Regions from separate parts of the Zea mays genome. Here region 2 is linked to region 1. The links are chromatin contacts, called in public Hi-C maps. All regions are on one chromosome and are shown on one strand. The core of a region is the stretch at or near the end of the contact, and the rest is flanking DNA. Distances in the headings are between cores, read along the strand shown. Region 1 has its middle 21 kb from the start of LOC100282913. Region 2 holds the start of LOC100274157 (Transducin/WD40 repeat-like superfamily protein).

The links. Hi-C and Micro-C count contacts between places; a contact is called where the count stands out from the background.
Region 2: a contact with region 1 is called in a Hi-C map of leaf, with 5 times the contacts expected there. The contact joins the promoter of LOC100274157 here to the enhancer-like site in region 1. A contact is called at or near these places in 2 of 25 Hi-C or Micro-C datasets (bundle sheath and leaf).

The regions. Positions count from the first base shown.
Region 1 is chr1:222,765,390-222,768,089 of Zm-B73-REFERENCE-NAM-5.0, reverse strand. No RefSeq gene overlaps it. Among protein-coding and RNA genes, the nearest start is that of LOC100282913, 21 kb to the left of the region's middle. Within about 2 kb of position 1,344, at least 15 of the 20 cell types and tissues checked have an H3K27ac peak or open chromatin away from gene starts, as enhancers often do. A contact at or near this core is called in bundle sheath and leaf, where this site is marked.
Region 2 is chr1:222,414,746-222,417,445 of Zm-B73-REFERENCE-NAM-5.0, reverse strand. It overlaps LOC100274157 (Transducin/WD40 repeat-like superfamily protein), which reads right to left and starts at 1,298. Exons shown (of 10, transcript NM_001148535.2): 1 at 1,123-1,298; 2 at 815-1,000; 3 at 523-690. The coding sequence starts at 955. LOC103643318 (protein ALP1-like) reads left to right here and starts at 1,962. Exons shown (of 2, transcript XM_008666471.4): 1 at 1,962-2,234; 2 at 2,313-2,700. The coding sequence starts at 1,987.

The sequences.
Region 1 (2,700 bases), core at 95-2,594:
CTCAGCAAATGGCCCAGCTGCAGGGCCACGACGGCCACCCACCACGCCGCAATGCCGTTGCCTCCTCGCCACCGGCCTGTCTGCCCCCTCATCTCCGCTCCACCGGCCGACCGGCCTCCCTCTCCTCTTAGCGGATGAATGGATGGACGGCTGCAGGCTGCCTGTCTGTCTGTCTCAGGGAGTTAGGGTTAGCCGGTTAGGGTTAGGTGAATAGGAATAGGACAACCCAACAATGAGTCCCACTGCCTTTGGGCTTTTTTTTGCTTTGCTTCATGGGCCCAAAACACAACATGTGAAATTGTGAATTAATATTTCGGGTATCCAGTGGATACCCATGGGTAAAATATACTATCCGTACCCTACTCGACGTATTTCGGGTACCCGACCCGACATGATCTACGGGTGAGTTTTCTAACCCATATCCATGTCCATCGGGTACGAAACCCGTGGGTATCCATACCCACGGGTCCAATTGCCATCCCTAGGAGGGTATGTCCGCACAAGGTTAATGAATGTGGGGAAAAAATAAATCTAAACTGGGCTCCCGCAGCAAGGGATATTGTTGGGCTGCTAAGCTGAATGTTACACAGCTACGGGCAGCTGAACAGTGGGCCGGCGTGCAGCATGCCCATGGGCAGAAAACAGAGCAGAGCAGGCTGCACGTTTTAGGCGAACGGCATTTTTTCCGCTGCCAAGCCAGCCGCGCCATGTGTTCAACAAGTGAGCACAACAACAAAAAAAAAAAAAATCCTTAATTATCATAAACAAAGCCATGAAAAAAAATTCTGTGATAAAGTACCCTCAAAGTTTTTTTATAAAAATATTGGATATGCTTTGCGCTAATATTTTTGGTCTGGACCGCCTTTTCTTGAAACGAAACACGCGCGTACAAGACCACAAAAAGTATAAACAAGTTCTCCACTCTAGGTTTATTACCGCTACCGGTCGACACGTGCACCTCTTGCGCAACGCAAAGCATACATACGTACATGCTTTTAAAGCAAACTGTACGTGAGATCGATGTGCCATTGGAATTCGAACAAAGACGTACAAAAGGCCGATCGACACAATGCAAAATAAAGAGACGGGCAAGCCAACCCGCTTGCTTCCGGGACGCGACTCGCGCCTTTTTCTAGCTTGAGGGCTGATTTTTCCTAGCTTCTTCCTCGCTCACGCACGAACGCTGCTGTATCTCTCTCTCTATATATATATATTCCTTTACAGCAACCACAGTTTTGTTTATGCAACAAAGAAGGCCGGCCGGGAGAAGGACAGTGACGACGACTGATCACTACACTACACGCTGCAATATCTCTGCAGGTCGTCCGTCAGTGGACATGCATGCATCTCCGTACGTACCCTCACGTTTATTTGCTACGAGTACACCACAACCAGATCGAGCTCTCCAGTGCTAGCTGCAACTGAAAGCGCGCGTCCTTTTCATTCGGGCCTAATATTCGCGCGTGAGGGAGGCTCACAATCATTAACCCAGCTCAGTGGGAATAAACGTACGTACGTACGTCGTTGTTGCTGGTTCCTAGGCTCTAGCTAGCCTGAATTGTGCACATACATACATGCATGAGATGCTCTAGATTGTTTAGCTGTAGATTGGCCACTCGATTTCCCTGGAAGCATGGATACATATGCTTCTGATTTTTTTCTCTTTGTCGATGGTTCCACGTACGGGGCCCGGCCGGGGAAGAAGGGAAATTAAACTGTGCGTGTGTGTGCTTTCGCGCGCGAAAGCAGCAGCCCAACAACCAGTAGAGTGGAATCCAGCTCCGCCTGCATTCGAATCGATCGATCGATCGACGATCCCACATGGCTGGCTGTGGTGGCTAGCTAGTACGTGTAGTGTGTCTATCTAGTGGCGCGGGGCACCTCTCTCAATCCCCAGCATTGGTAGCTACCTATACTAATTAATTGGCTCCGAAAACGATATCCTCCTAGGAGGGGGTGGTGGAATGATTTGTCATTACCGGAGATTCCACTTTGGTCCGGCCCCTTTCTGATGTTGGCTGCTGTGATCCAAGGAGGCCAATGGTGGTGCAGGATTATATTGGATCATCTTGATTTTAAGCTTACTTATTTTCTTCTTCCTTCTACGATCCTGTGTGAATCTAGCTAGTACAGGGCGTGGGTGGCCGGGTGGTAGCACTTGTTCTCGTCGCTGCATAGGATGCATGCCTGCACGCTTCAGCCCATGCATGTAATAATAATGATTCTTCAGTGCTACAGCTTCGTGTGTGTATATATATTGGCTATTGGTAGCCCTGTGCTTCCAAATATATGGTGGAAGCCCCAGTCACCCCTGCACCACTCGACAGCGACACACATATATATACACGCACCTATGTCTGATCAGAGTGTAGCGAAACCGTCAAGATTATTCTAGCTTCAGTGCCTAAGTCTCGCCTTAGAAACAGCGACACACTTAAATAATCCGAATAAACGGTCAGACCGTCGGGTCTAGTCCGATCAAACCACTCATTAAGGATCGAATACCACTTGCTCACGTGAAGGTTAGACACATAGAAATACAATAAAGCATAAAATCACATATTAATGGAGTACTTGAGTTATTACATGAAACGGAGTTCAACAATAAGAAACATTGCTTCTAGTGCAGCGTATATCAACTAACGATGATAACTGGGGAGTAGGGCGAAGCCTGGCCCACTACTCCTCCTGGTCCTCTCT
Region 2 (2,700 bases), core at 49-2,548, 350 kb after region 1:
TCAGAAACATAGATTTAAGAATCCAGAACCCTATTAAAAAAAGAGGCCTTCAATGCCACGTCTATCTCATTCCACATACATAAATAAACAATATAATGTAGTGTTAAATGCCATGTTGGGAAGGGAATACGTCAACAAAATATACCACTAAAATGTTGAGGCAATTAAATATCTAGGTTAGATATGTCGAACAAATTTGTTTACATAAGACATTTGATTATCATAGCTTGGCTTGTGATTCACATGAAAAGGCAACACAAGTGCGATTCAGGACCATTATCAAAAAAATACAATTCAGAAAAATATCAATATTCCTAAAGTTTTCAATGTTTCGCATGTAAAAACCAAGCATGATGCCATACACAGTATATATATCCACGACTGTACCTTACCACAGACTCATGACTATGTGGAAGCAACCTAGGAGTATTGGGCATAAGTGAGTTGAACATTCTACTGTTAAAAATAGAATTTGAGTGGACATCGATTGGGGGAAATATGAAATGACCAAGTGTTGAGTACCTGCAAAGCATCCTCCCGTGCGTAACTTAGATTCTGGTAATTTCTGTAGTTCTTCATCTTCATCTCCCGGTACTTATCCCTCCCGAAGAGCATCTTCTCCCACGGGATCCCCTGAATGTCCTTCCCTGCAGCAACGTCCGCTGCAGACACGTCGGGCAGCATGTTCTCCTGCAAGACAATCAATAACACATTCCTCAGGAAAAAAACGAGGAGAGGGGATCAAAATTTCATCCCCGACAAAACAGCGATCCCCGGATGAAACCACCACACGGAAGAAACATCGATAGCAGACCTGGTCGTAGTTAACGATGCTGGCGAAGAGCTCGTTCTGGTTGGCGTCTCCGAAGGCGTTGTTGTCCCCCGGGTCCTCCATCAGCTCCTGGATGCTCTGGAGGATGAACTCGAGGTTGTCCTCCAGCTCGAACTCGTCCATGCCCTCCTCGCCCTCACAGGCAGGCACAGAGTCCAGATCAACTCACTTCTTATGCAAAATCACCCAACCAACCACCCCAAATTTACCCGGTAGAAACGAAAAATTCAGCACGCGGGTTCGGATGAAGAGACAGGGGACGAATCTAACGCGGATTCGAGAGGCCATACCTCGATCAGAGCGGACGGATCCGGATGCGCGTGGGGAGAGCGCGCCGGGTGGAGTAGAATTGGGGAATTTCTTTTCCGGTGGTGGTGGGGCGCGCGCTGGCAAAAGCGTAGGCAGCACGGGGGGCAATGAGGCGAGCAGGCCCAGAGACGAGGCGACGCGGGGGCGGAGGCCAACCAAACCACCCTTGCGCCTGGGTGCGGAGCGCGTGTCCGGACTCCGGAGCGGGTGGATGGGAACGCACGACAGACCGGGCCTCGGGGAACAGGCGGGCCCAGCGCGCCAGCGGCTGCCTCGCGTGCGTTGGTGATGGTGAGTTGGTGATGGTGAGGGCGTACTGGATAAGACTGTCTCCAGCAGCATCCCCTAAATTTCGTCCCCTAAAGGAATATTCTCTGTCCTTTACAGAACACTCTAAAAGATTCTGTCCTCTATATATTCTCCGTCTCCAGCAGCGTCCTCTAAATTCCATCCCCTATAGCTACAGTGTTAACAGATTCACATTTTCCATTTCTTTTTCATTTTTCTTTGTTTTGTTCTCATTTGACACTATACAAATGATCCGAAAAAATTGTATTTATTAATTTTTAAAGCAATAAATTCGAAATATCAATAATAATTACATTGATTGTTTTGTTGTTGTGTAATTGTTGTGGGTAACGCGCCACATACTATAATATTGTTGCCAAAATAAGTTTTAAAATGGACAATCTTGCACCGTAAGCCAGTACTCTTCTTCGAGAAGCCATAGCCTTGCTTCCCTTGCACGACAAGCGCTTGTCTTCTATCCGAAGCGTACTTCCTCTATAAATACCAAGTGACCCTTCCATACTTCACTCAACCTTGCCTTTACAAACTCGACTACCATGAATCCCTACTTAGAAAACAATTTTCTTGTGCGCTTGATGGAAGAAATGGAAGAGGAAGAAGAAGAGTTGCAGTTGGCGAGGCACATGGTCAATAGGAGGCGACGTGCACGCAATGAGCGTCGTCATGGTGGTTCGATTCCAGGGCGTGTTAGGATTCATCGTGATCACATGAGCGGCGATGCAAGAATCCGAGCGGACTACTTTGGAGCCAACCCCGTGTACACGGATGCTCAATTTCGTAGGAGGTATTTACAATTAACACATTCTTTTTACCATGTACAAAACTCTACGACCCCTATTATGACACATGAATTCTATGGTAGGTTCCGCATGCGTCGCCATGTCTTTGAGCGCCTTGTTGATGCTGTGCAACAAGTGGATCCTTATTTTATTCAACGTCCAAATTGTGCGGGTGAGATGGGTCTTTCTGCTCTACAGAAAGTTGTTGCTGCTGTTCGAATCCTTGCTTACGGTATTCCAGCTGATGCCGTTGACGAATACGTGCGTATTGGCGAATCTACTGCTCATGAGGCATTGAAACACTTTTGCACGGCCGTCCAAACCGCGTTTGCTCCGTACTATCTTCGTGCACCAAATGCAGAAGATATCGCACGCCTTCTCCAAGTTGGCGAGTCACGTGGGTTTCCTGGTATGCTTGGTAGTGTTGATTGCATGCATTGGGAGTGGCGTAACCGCCCAAGTTCATGGAAG